2 separate regions of the Mus musculus genome follow, and region 1 is linked to region 2. A link is a contact called in public Micro-C data. All regions are on one chromosome and are shown on one strand. Each heading gives the region's core, a stretch centred on a gene start, on an enhancer-like site or on the middle of the called end of the contact. The rest is flanking DNA. Distances are from core to core; before and after follow the strand shown. Region 1 has its middle 43 kb from the start of Cdca2. Region 2 overlaps Ebf2 (early B cell factor 2).

Region 1 (6,269 bases), core at 2,263-4,762, 320 kb after region 2:
TGAAAAGATTTTAAAGGGTTATTTATGAGGGGAAAGATGACAGTGGGATTGATTTAAATGGTTCTAATTTGACTAGAGGTCAATTGTTTTAAAATCCCCAAATAGTTTACTTAGATTAAAAAGGAACCCTACAGCTCTCAGAAGATTAAATAACAAGAGTTTGGATAAACAAACCAATTAGCCCCATGTCACTCAAGGATACTAAGAACTTTTTAAAGGGACGTTTTAAAGTTGGAATATAAATGTTTCACTCTGGGCATTTTGGGGGGTTCTTTCACCACCCTTTTGAATCTTGCAATCACATTTGTCTGAGCACAGAAAACCTAAACACCAAAGTTACAGATTTTGTCTCTCTGAAAGATACCAGTTGGGCTCCTCTGCAGGAATGCAGCTGGACTGGCAGTTCTCAGGGAGCTGCTGCTTTGCATGGAAGTGCATTGCTAGGCTGCAAGATGCAGGCAGAGACTCATCTGTAGTTAGCAGCTGATGATCAGAGGTTGCCTTCTTCCCCATTCACACAAACGTTGATAGTACTATGCAAAATACTTGGAATCCGAGTTTTCAGTTCCAAGGGAGCATCTGAAAGGTGGCTTGAAGTCCTTGCCCGACAGACTGCCTGGCATACAAATTTGTTTCCACTACGTCTTGGTTAAGACACAAACTGAGAACCTGTGGATGCTAAGTAACCATAAATCCCAAGTTATTACTGTGATTAATAATAAACGTACTTTGTCAGGGTCATGAAGCATAATGGCATATTACAAAATGAATTATCGACTATGTACAATACCTTTTCCCTGCGGAGGCAAAGGGGTACTTAATGGCAAGTGGGGGTGACTGGAGTCAGTACACAGGGCTGGAGGTTGCCTCATAAAGGAGCCATTGATGCTTCTTAGAGGGGATTCTTCGGTGGGGGGGAGGCGGGCATAGAAAGCTACGTCAAGGGACCTCTAGTGCATATTTGCTAGGTTTGATGGCCTTAGAATTCTCAGATTCTTAGTGGTCTCTAAATGTTTAAATACTTAAATTCAAGCATTTATCACTCTTTTGGGACCTCTCTGGAATTATTTACATTGGGAGTTAGTATTATCAGGCAGTTCATTCTTAAAAATATTAGCAAAAGTTGTCTAGTTAAAAGTACCACTACAAATGCAATTTTTTAAGACAAATCTCTAACATTTTAAGAAAAAAAAAAAGAGTTACCTGTAAGCTGTAAATATGTGCATTAAGTTTCCTCCATGGTATTTGCTTTGGCTGTGACCTCTCCTAATATTTAGTTGAACAAGGGCTAAAAATTGTCAAACCAAATTCTTGTCCTGGGAGCTGAACTCTGTTGCCAGTTTGAGAGAAACACTCGTCCAGGTTTAGGGAATCTGTTGTGTTTGTTTTGGCTATGACACAGGGCAGAACGGTTTCCATCCCATTCGAATGCATTCAAGAGAGTTTGAAATATTGCACAATAAAAGCCATTCATTATATCTGTCTCCTTTCCCTTCCAAAAACAAAAATGGCTGCCCAGTTCCAAATCGACACAGGGGGCAGGAAGAAGGAGGCAGAGGGTCACTGGAAACCACCCAAGACTAACACCAGGTTTTTCAGGTTTGAGTTGGGGAATATTCTTAAAATCTTCATTCTCAGTTTTTAAGTTTAAAACAAGAAAAGACAATACTGGCACGAACAACGAAAAATAGGCATGCTGTATCTGTTCAAATGTCAGGTAGAAAATCATACAACTTACCTTCTGAAAAGAAAACCACTCTCTCAGTTCCTGCTAGGAAATTTCAACTGCCTGATGTCAATTTCATACTGAAAAAATTATTTCAATACTTGAAGCAGACATTTGAAAGAACAGTTTTGTAAACACCCAAGGCGCCTTCAGTGAAGGAAATGACATTTAATTCTGTTTACCACCACACACTCAAGGTATCAGAAAACTGGAGATGCAGTGTGGTTGGAGATGATAGTGCCTCTCTCAAAGCAGAAATATCATAAAGCAGGAAAATTTAAAGGTGACTAAGGCCAAAAAAAAATGAGAAAATAACAAACAAGTCTAAGAGCTTCCTTGAGATCCCAGAGAGCAAAATCTCAGCTTTTGGAAATCAGATTTTTTCCTTTATCTAAACCTAAAATACCAGCTGCCTGTGGCTCTGCAGAGCATCCTTTCTTCACAATGCAAACAACTCACTCAATTTAAACATTCTGGACAAATGAGAAAGTAAAGAGACCTAAAAGAAGGTATTTTCAACTGGGCAGTGGGAATCTTAATGACAAAGTTCCAACCAGCCCTTATATAACACAAACTGTTTTTTCCTTAGGACTCTTATGTTCATTTTTTTCTTTTCATATATAGCATAATGCTTAAACATACCAAAACAGACACTTTCAGAAAAGACTTAAATCCCAATCCCTTACTTCTGTAATAAATTCTTAGGATGATAATCTTTAGGGTCTGACCTCAGTTGAAGACATAAGAAAAAAATGTCTATTTAGTGACAATAATTACTCATCTCCTCGCTTGAACAATTAGGTTATTGCTGAATCACTAAAAAAGAAAAGGATTAAAGAATGCCCAAAAGTGACATACTGGACATATTTGAAATTGTTAGGTCATGGCACTCTATGCTCAGTTTTATGTAAGGTCTTGCAATTTTCCAGTGAATTTAAGAGAGAATTCTGCTCTGTGTGTGTGTGTGTGTTTGTTTGAGTTTAATAACAACTTCACTTGATCTAAGACTTAAGTAGGATTTGCTGAGACCAAGATGTGACAGCAGATTTTAAAAGGTGTAAGAAGAGAAGTGTCTTTATATTTTTATTGTTTAATTCTGTACTAGTCTTCCACATTTATGCCTCACTAAGATGTACTCACTGGTTAAAACCTAACAGGGGTGGGGGGAATGCACAAGAAAAGCCTACAGGAGAAGAAATGAGAGGGTGTTTGTAAAGCATGTGCCTCTTAGGGACGGTCCCTCCGATCCTCCGAAGAAGCAGAGCAGCCTGACCTACAGAAGCTGGTCCCACCTGGAGGGCAGAAGGGAGCTGGGGAGGCCTTTATAAGCCTGCCCTACACCATTACTTTGTCTCTTGGAGAAAACAGAGCAGAGTCTTCAGAAACAATGCCCACACACAGTAGTTGCTGAATAAATGCTGGAACGCTGGAATGACTCGGTGCAGGGAAATTGGCCAGTTTAGTAAGAAACAGTTTTCAAATCTTAAGGTTACTTTTTAAGCATGGAATGACAGGTTTCATAGTAAACTAAACTCTAATACTTTATGAAAATAAATGAAACAAATTTATCTTTTGTTAAAAAAAAAGGCAAACCTATTTTTGAACTTTAATTTAAGACAATGTCTAAATAAAGCTAATTATCGTAAACGATGATCAGGGCCCTAAGGTCCTGATGCAAATGAACTCCAGTAAACTTTCACTGGGCTCAAACTTCCAGGGAAGCTGGCCTCCCACCCTTTCTCTGGATGCTTGTACTCCTGACTCATGGTCTCCAAAAGGGAGTGTACTCTGGGTATGATGAAGCACCCCCCCCCCCCAGACTGGTTAACCCTTTGCTTCAGCTAGCTTTTAGTCTATCCCCATAAGTAAACAGTGATAAAACTCACAGCCCAAGGAGAAGAGCCTTCAGGATGCTGTGACACTGGTAAACATCCTGACCAACAGAATAAGGCCCAGACACAGGAGCATGATTTCAGCAAAGGTATTGACACAATTTAATGAACAGATGAGCTTTTAAACAAATGGTGCCTGCTGATTTCCACTTAAACAAAAGGCCACTCCAGCATCTATGGCACACAGAAATGAACTCCAAGTAGATAGAAAACCGAATCAAGAAATATAACCATGAAACTTCTAGAAAAATCTTTGTGCTCTTGATCTGGGGAAATGTCTTTTTTTTATCTTTTTGTCTTTTGAGACAGACAGGAAAAGATTAGAACTCACTAAATATCCTAGGCTACCTTTGAACTCACAATAATTGCTGCCTCTCCAGTGCTGAGATTACTGACATGAAACACCATGCCTGGCTATCCTTAGGACACAAAAGACATGAATCATTAAAGAAAAGAAGAAAAGAAAAATAAATAAATTCAAACTTCAACAAAATGAAAACCTTTTCTTAAAGTGATAATACCAAGAAAACAGACAAAAAAATAAGCCATGGAATGGGGAAAATATTAGTAAGAAAAAACTTAGTAAAGGAGTTGTATGCAAAAATGCAAAAAGTATGCAACAAACTTTCAACTCAGTACTAATAACAAACATCCTGGGTAAGACACCCCAACAGACAAGGGCACAAGGACAGCAAACAGAGGGAAATGTTCGTTACCAGCCACTGAGAGACACAAATCAAGATTCTAGCTCTAAGTAAGTCTCCATGATGAACGGGAATGTGTATTTGTAAAAAGAAACATTTGAACAGTATATAACTTTATCCTTAACAAAGCCCCAAATCTTATAACCTAAATATGCAGAGTGAAGTGACATCCAGCAATAAGCAGGAACCATTTACAACATGGAACACAGATAAATCTCAAAAGCATTATGCTGTTTAAAACATAGGCACAAACGATTGACCAATCAATCAATCATCTGAGATTCCTTTTCTGTGACATTCTAAAAAAAGCAAAAAGTACAACTGAATTCAAATCATTAGCTGTAAGAGCTAGGGGTGAGGGTTGGGTTGTCAGACATGATATTACTCTGACGTCAAGGTGGTGTGTAACCATATACATTTTCCAAAGTTCAAACAGTATGTTCTTTTCAAAAGGTCAGCATTTGTAAGCTGGTTTACTTGAGATGCTAGCTCTATGTCAGAGGAACTTTCCAGAATCTACAGAAGAGAATCTAGCTATCACTTCAGCTCTGTCATCAACTCCTAGAACCAAAAAGAAGGAAACAACTCACATCCTCATTTGTCCAAAGGCAATAATTCCACATAAGGCTGAGAGACTGAGGGCAACAGGGCTGTCCTCAGTAACACTGACAGTCATGAGACTCTGTGGAGTAGAGGCTGCAAATTAACATCTATCTATCTATCTATCTATCTATCTATCTAATGTATCCATACATACGTAATACATGTGTGTGTGTGTATGCATGCATGTATAGACAACACTGGCAAACCACACTTGATGGGCACAAGATGTCTGGAAGAGGCATGACAGCTGAGTTTCTGTACACAGAAAGTTGTTTATACTTCATTTAAATTATTTGTCCTCTGATTTCCCCACACATACTCATCAATTTCTGATAAAAACTGAGGGAAAATATAAGAGAAGTTCAAGCCACAGTAGGTACAAGCAGCCCTGGCCTTCATGTTTGCCCAGGGAAGGAAAATTGCAGGAACCACACTGCCATCTTCTGGAAGAAATGAGAATATCTGCAAGGACAGAATCAAGGAAGACCAGAGACAGTCTAAGGTAAGCATCCAGGGTTAGCTACTTCTAGAAAAAAAAAGATTTAAAGCAAAGAAATAGCATTTTCGGTTTACCATTAATGAAAAGACATGAGGGAGGGGATGGATGTAGCAACTGTGATCAGACACAGAAGTTAACTTTACACTAAGCATCTGATACGGGCGAGATATGGTAGATTAGGCCCCTTAATATTCTTTAAGAAACTAAGGCAGTGGTTCTCAACCTGTGGGTCACAACCCCTTTGGGGATGAACAACCCTTTCACAGGGGTCACCTAAGACCATTGGAAAACAAAATTTATGATTCACAACAGTAGCAAAATTAGCTATGAAGTAACAAGACATTAAGAATTGTATGGTTATGGGGGCGGGTGACCACAACATGAGGAACTGTATTAAAGGGTTGCAGCACTAGGAAGGTTGAGAACCACTGGTTTAAGGGACGTCTATAAATATCAGCCAAGCCATTCATTAATAATGAAACATTTTAGAATGAACATAATTTGTCGAGTGGACTTACAGTTTTACTGTAGGTACCAAGTTGACATTAGACAAACTGAACCACAATCAGCCAGAACTTTGAGAATCGAGTTTGTAAACTGTTGCCCATCAGATGCAGCTGAGTTAACAAAGCCGTAACAGAGAAAGAGGCAAATAGCAATCAGTGAACACTAAAACTGTCCTGAGAGCCTAAGGCCTTTTACACATGCTGCTAAGTCTGGGTTTGGGACTCTCCACCCTTTTTAAAACTCACTCAACCTAAAACATTTCTAAACAAGTTAACTCGTTCTCTTTTTGGTGTGTTTAGTGGTCCTGACTTAGTGACTACACACACAGGAGAGAAAAG
Region 2 (6,788 bases), core at 269-2,768:
TGTGTAATTTATTCTTTGGAAATAAACAGAGCCCTTTAGGTGGAGGGTCACCTGTCTAAGCTCCAGGGAGAGGATCGTTTTGACTGAGTAGAAAGACAATTCTCCAAGTGTGGCGTGGTTATTTACTGCAAAGCTGAAGCCATGCTAGGAACATTAACAGCATCTGCTATTTCACCAGAAAGTTCTTAAAGGTGTTTTAAGTCTTCCCCAAAGCTCCTAAGTAATTCTCCTAGCATCCCTCAGAGGTATTATCCAATTTTACGGGGAAGACATGTGAGGGAACACGCACAAGGGGTGAGAGTGGGCTGGCGAGAGACAGAGAAGAGATTGTTGTGAATATAGGTAGTAATTGGACACTATCCCTTTACTCTTAATTTTTATCCTGTAGATCACACCATCACCTCATTATGCTGTCTGTATGAACTCACGGCGGCAGAGGAGGTTAACACCATGCACCATGCAGGTGACACGGGTACTGTTTTCCATTTTCAATGACTCATCTCCTTAGGAAAAAAAAAACATAAACATTGAATTCCGATGAAGACAGTAGCGTTAAGAGCAAAATCAATCTATTAGCGACATCGGCATTAAAATATTATAGCTATATAGGGCTGAGAGATGGCTCAGTCATCCAACTGCTTGTCACACAGACATGTAGACCTGAGTTTAGAGTCCAGTACTTATTTAGAACAGGGCAACCTAGTCCTGTAATCCCAGTGCCGTGGAGGATTATGGGTGCTCATTGGCCAGCCAGTTTAGTCAGCTCCAGGTTCAATGAGGACTTGTCTCAAAACATAAGGCTAAAGGGCGCGCACACACACACATGCACACAAAATTTTAAACAAATTTCAAGATCTGGAGACATGGGATAGCCATCAAGCTGTTTGTTTAGTGCTGTTTGTTAGTCTTTGTATGTCATGAGTGATGTATGCAGTGGGTATGTAACTGCATGAGCCTGTGAGCCTGTGCACGTGGGTCCTCCCAGCAGAGGATGTTGGATCTCTTCCCCTCTTGCTCTCTTGAGACAGGGCCTCTTGCTGAAGCTAGAGCTCATGGTTTCTGTTAGGATGGCTGCCAGCAAGCTCCCAGGATCTGCCGGTCTCAACGCCCAAGTGCTGGGATTGCTGGTCCCTGCTTTTCACAGGGGTGTTGCGGATTTGAATGCATTGCCTCCTAAGCAGGAGCTCGGCCAGTGTTTGTACCCACGGAACTGTCCTTGCCACTCTCGGGGGCGCTTTTCTTATGTTCCCTCTGGCATGATGTGGGCTAATTTTAAAAGAACAAAAGCCGGAGGGTTCCAATCTGTCTGATTTCAAGGCTGCGTCCTCCAGAAGGCATGGTGGATTTAGAGCAGCCAATGCATTCTGACTCATGCATGGGACAAGATGATTTCCTTGTCATGGTGTTGGGCCAGAGCCATTTTTAGGAGTGGTAGTTCTGACAGGGAGTGTAGGGAAGGTCCCCGATGTCAGGTCCCTGGTGTCCCGAGTCAGCAGAGGACGCTGGTTGAGAGTGGCTTTTCTCCCAGCATGCCTGGGCTGGGTCTTGTGTGTCTTCCCGAGGGAGTGGTGGCTTCTGTTTCCCAGGCTTCCAGGCCTCACTTGCTGCTCCTTGAGAAAGCCTCTGAGTGAAGGGCTGGGACATTTCACTTCCAGGTCAGTTGCTGACTCCCTAAGGGAAGGGTTTTGTTTGCTTGTTTTTGTTTTTAATTTACCACATAGGGAGAGGCTACCAACTACACTCCAAACTCCAGGGCCCCCGAAGGCCCCTGTGGATCAAAGGAGCTCTCCACTTTATCAGACCATCGCCTATGAGACAAGTTCAGGCCAACCCACTCATATTTTTTGTGTGCTTGTGATACTGGGCATTGGTTTGAAGACATCAAGCAAGCCAGACAAGTGTTCTACCACTGAGCTACATTCTAAGCCCGCTTTCTGTATCAATTACAGAGAGGAGGAAAAGAGGAGGTTGATGGAGACCCATGGCCCGAAGCTGAAGTTTGGCTTTGGGGAGGAAAGGGGAGAGGGAGTCAGGGAGAGACAGTGGGAGGGACAACTAAGAACTCTGTGTGTGTGTGTGTGTGTGTGTGTGTGTGTGTGTCAACACAAGTGCGGAACTGTCACAGTGAACCCCAGTACTCTGTGTGCTTACTAAAGACCATTTTCAAAACAAAGAGTCAGCCGGGACAAACATTCTCATGGCGTGGCAAAGAAGTTCCTGGCTTTGGTACTAAGGTCTGGAAGCCTTCCCAAAGCTGGTAATTCCTGCCGAGTGAATAGAGGTTCCAAGAGCCAGCAAAGTTTGTACAACAAATTGGAAAATAAACGTATGATTCTTCTAATCTCATGCAGGCTGAGGGGCTCGGGTCCCATTAGACTAAATATGACCATGGAGTCCTAAACTCACAACACTCTAGAATATTATTAGCCATATCCAAATGCTTTTGTATCAAACTCTTGACCTGATTTTTGTCCCAGTTTCACTTTTATATCATCTTGGTTTAGTTCTTCTTTAAAAAAAAAAGTTAAATTTTTTTTTTAATGAAAGCCAGTTACCTCTAAGTAATAGAAGAATCTGTTTTGCTAAGGGAGCCGCAGAATATTGAAATACCCGGTCCTATATTTTTATGTGGTTGGCAAATGCAGTCTAAAGGTGGCTAATGTGATACCCAACCTGGTGTTAATGGCCAATGATAATTCCGTATGTACCACCTGCTACCTGTCAGGACACACATTCTCTCTTTTCCCTTTTTTGGCTTGAAGGTGAGACTGACTGTGGATGTGTCTCTATGGCTGGAGGTGAGGCCTGCTGTCAGATTCGCCAGATGAGCTGAGACTGCTGTCGTCACCACTTAAAAACCCCACTTAAAAAAACCGCACATCCTGAGTGTGCGAACTGGGGAAAGTCGGGGTGGGGGAAGCGCAGCTTGGAAGGATAAAGAAATGAGGAGCCCTGCTCAGGAAAGGAAACCCTCCTGGTAAAAATTAAAATTAGAGAAGTTCCTGAGGAAGTTCTTTTAGGGGAGAAACACATTAGCTGAAGTGATGGCTTTAGCTAACCATTTTATGGCTGTGCATTTCGATGCCTCACAGTTTCAGTTTCTCCTTCCCTCTAACAATTGCCCAGGGATGACGCACACGGAGCTAACTCCATAGTCAAGACGGCTTCTTCTCAGAGGAATATACTCTCTCCTATGAGTATATAATTTAAGATTTACTGGGCATAGATGAAGGGAAAAAAATCTCTAAACAAAGCCTCTTGCCCATTCATAGGTAGGACTTGAACCCTGTAAGTCTTTTCAACTCTCAGGTCTGCTCCATAGAACCCAGGACTCTTCAGGCCAGTACTTCATGGAGGAAGCCCGGGGGCTTACATTTCACCCTTTGAGTTTAACCAGTAAGCATTTCTCTGTTTCAACAAAAGAAAAAAGAAAATCCAAAAAACCAGATACACTCCTAGTCTGAACTGTAAAGAAACTAGATTCCAGTTTTTCAAAATGACATATGAGACAGTTCACAGAAAGTCCTGCACACCCAGATGAGTTTTCATGAATCTCGTTTTTTAATTTTTTTAAGGGATACTTTTTGTCTTTTATTAGCATTGTTTGTTTGTTTGTTTGTTTTTTATTAGCATTGTTAAACCAGTGTTCCTTCCAGGCAGCCACAATTAGCGGCACACTCCCTGCCCTTCCCCGACACCTTTGTTTAAGTTTTAGGAACATTTTTTGGTGAATCATTTAATCTCTTTCAACAGGACTGACCAGAAGGCCTACTCAGCAGTAGGGACCCTGAGCTCACGAAAATTGTTACAGCCTTTCCCAAGTGTTCCCAAAAGATGTATTTTTGCACTCGAGTTAGTTGTTCAAGAGCCCTGTGAGGTAGCTGATGGAACCTCTTTCTCCAGATGAGGAGAGGAGGCCCCTGGTGTAAATGGTCTTCATGGATACGGGCGGGCAGGGTTGACCTAAGAGTGTGGGCCTGGCTTCCTGTCTGGGCCAAGAGGAGAACCCGAGATTCATTTCCTCGACTCAACTCTCAAACTAATTCATCTCTTACTTTTACATCTCTTTCATCCCCAGCTCTGAACAAGCCAGGGGTAGTGCTGGCTTCTACCAGTGGTTCTCAACCTTCCTCCTACTGTAACCCTTCAATAACAGCTCCTCAAGTTGTGGTGACCCTGCCCCCCTCCCTAAAATCATTTTCGTTGCCATTTCATAACTGTAAGTTTGCTACTGTTACGAATTGTAACACAAATATCTGTGTTTTCAGATGATCTTAAGCGACCCCCCTCTCTCTCCTCCCACCCCCCCCCCCATGAAAGGGAGGTTCTTTTGACTTCCTAAAGTAGTTGAGACCCACAGGTTGAAAACAGCATCCAGTCTAAACCTACCCAGGCCAGAGCCAGTTGATCAGAAGTTCAAGAGAGCCGGGTGTACCTCAGCAACTAATCTCAGGCTAGGCAATCCTTAGGTTACTGCGGATGCTGTTTCACTATGTGAAAAACTCAAATTCCATGTTCTCCACAGTGAATTTTTCCTTTTCTCTAAAGCTTTCTTAACCTTTCCTTGGCCACCAATGGATTCCCCAGGCTGTCTCTCTAGTCTTTTTTCAAATTGCCTGACTACTAGTCCAGCCTGCCTCAGCCTTCCATATCCTTGTTTTGCATCGGATGTTTAATATGTTCTCTTTCTAGGCCTTGAGCTCTCCTGAGCATGACTTCTGTGGAGTCAGGGACCAAGATGAAGTTTCCTGCTTTGTCATAAAACTCTACAGTTTTACGTGTTCAAGTGCACAGATGCCTAATTTGGGTTTTCTTTTCTAGACTGGTAGTTTTGGATTTTCTTTTCTAGACTCGACTTTCCTGCATGGAAGGGGGGGGGGCCCTTCATTGTAATCATCACCAAATGGATACAGTACTAATGGAACTTAATTGTTTCCACTAGACGGATCTCGGGTGTTTTTGGCAGCCAAAATGAAAATGATTCCAAATACCATCAAAGAGGCTTCTAAGCCCCCAGCATGCACAGAGTGTTTTGATATACAGTACAGTGTTAATAGCATTATCTCATCTAATACAACATACGGTTACTTTAATCCTCTCCCGCCTCTCTGATCTTGGAAGATCCGACGGATAGACAGCAAAGAATGAAACACTATATACAAGGAGACAAAGGGAGTCTTAGCCCCCATCCTCTGGGTGTGATTTTTTTTTTTTGATTGTTCGAGTGCTGGCTTCAAATACGTACCATTATCAATACCGACTTCTGCATCCTCCATGCTAGTTTGAGTTTGTATGCGACATCAAACATACCTTTTCACACATGTTCCTTCCAGATTTTTTTTAACACTTACTTAGCAGTTTATAGAAGGAAGTGAATGATCTCCTCAAGCTGCTTACAAATTAAAAAAAAATCTGTGCTTATTAATTATGCAGGATTAGTCTAATTATAATTCAGCAAATTAATTAGCGACAGAAGGTGTTCTGAAACATTGGAGTACATTTGCATGTTAAATGGAGAGGCTAGTCTGTAATATATGTAAATTTATGCATGGCTTCATAGTTTAATTTAAAAATTTGCAGCTGCATATGGTATGGGAGCAGGTGAAAAGTCAGTTTTAGTTTAATGACGCTAACAAACATTGGATGGTGTCCTGTCTTAGCCAGAGGATGCACTCGTATCTGCTAATCTCTGAATCTGTCAGATGAGCCTCTTGTTACAGAGATGCTCAAGGTCACTATTGAGTGGACTCGTAGGTGCCATAGGTATACACTAAAGACCTGGGCGGGAGAGCGGCGCTAGGAGACCAGTACCCACTCAGCTCTCTTCCTCACTGTCTCCTGTAGTGCGAGCTTCCTCGCTGCCTTTGGTTTAAGGAGAGGTACATTCCAGTCTACTGAAACAGGGCTATTTTTTTTGTCTCCCTGGTATCAAATCTGGCAGGTGTAAAATAGCTGTCCAACCTTGATTCCCTTTCCAAATCTTCACATTTGCACTTCATTTCAATTTCCCGGAGTCGTGGGAAAGTTATTACTGAGTTATGAATTAATGGTAGGGTAGAGAGTTTTACACACTGGCCTCAACCATCTGGCAAAACAGTAAAAACCAGTGGACCAGGCAGCAGCAAAGGGCTCCCGGTGTAATCGGTGTTCACTGCTCAGCCTAGCAGAGATGAGTTTAGCTGGGAGGGCAGAGAACCAGAGGGGAAGGGGAGGGGAAGCCTGGATTGACGGGGACTGGGGCTGAGGACCCATTAAGCCGATGACTGGCTAATAACTTCATTTCTCTCCTTCATCCAAGGAGTCATAGTAGGGAAAAAAATAGATTTGTATCCTCACTCTGAAGTCTCAGTGTGTGTGTGTGTGTGTGTGTGTGTGTGTGTGTGTGTGTCGCAAGTGTGTAGGTGATTTGGTTTTACTGGGTTCTTTTTCCTTTCGGTGGTGAGAAGGGAAAGAAAGGGACAGGGTAAAGGAAGAAGTCCTGGTTTGAAAATTAAAGAAAGATTGGGGTATGGCTCAGTGGTAGAATGCTTGGCATAGCAGTCGCAAGGTCCAGGGTTTGATTCCCAGCACTAGAATTAAAAAAAAAAATGATAAAGGAAAAAGACAGATCTAAGTACGTTTCCAGGATCCCCAGAGACACAGTCAGAGACAACTAAAATGACAAACTCATTCTTAGGGTCTTTTCCAATTCAAATCCAAAGAACTCTGTCATCAGTTTCACTAATGGCGTCGGATTTTGATCTGAGTGTAAAACCAGAGACTTGTCCTGAGAGATGTTTTTTCCCATG

The links. A called contact is a pair of places that touch in the nucleus more often than the background predicts.
Region 1: a contact with region 2 is called in a Micro-C map of brown adipocytes, with 2.6 times the contacts expected there. The contact joins two enhancer-like sites. A contact is called at or near these places in 6 of 39 promoter capture datasets (the 3T3-L1 cell line, 3T3-L1-derived adipocytes, hippocampal neurons and 1 more), 24 of 484 Hi-C or Micro-C datasets (3T3-L1-derived adipocytes, the C3H10T1/2 cell line, MC3T3-E1-derived osteoblasts and 18 more), 3 of 115 datasets of contacts at active chromatin or transcription factors (astrocytes, fibro-adipogenic progenitors and heart atrium) and 3 of 9 other capture datasets (embryonic stem cells, embryonic tail and embryonic trunk).

The regions. Positions count from the first base shown.
Region 1 is chr14:67,669,484-67,675,752 of GRCm38.p6, forward strand. It overlaps a transcript of Cdca2 not described here. Among named protein-coding and RNA genes, the nearest start is that of Cdca2, 43 kb to the right of the region's middle. Within about 2 kb of position 3,513, at least 20 of the 459 cell types and tissues checked have an H3K27ac peak or open chromatin away from gene starts, as enhancers often do. A contact at or near this core is called in brown adipocytes, where this site is marked.
Region 2 is chr14:67,356,248-67,363,035 of GRCm38.p6, forward strand. All of the region lies in intron 6 of Ebf2 (early B cell factor 2), which reads left to right. 4930438E09Rik (RIKEN cDNA 4930438E09 gene) reads right to left here. Exons shown (of 6, transcript NR_045961.1): 4 at 402-503. Among named protein-coding and RNA genes, the nearest start is that of 4930438E09Rik, 38 kb to the right of the region's middle. Within about 2 kb of position 1,519, at least 25 of the 459 cell types and tissues checked have an H3K27ac peak or open chromatin away from gene starts, as enhancers often do. A contact at or near this core is called in brown adipocytes, where this site is marked.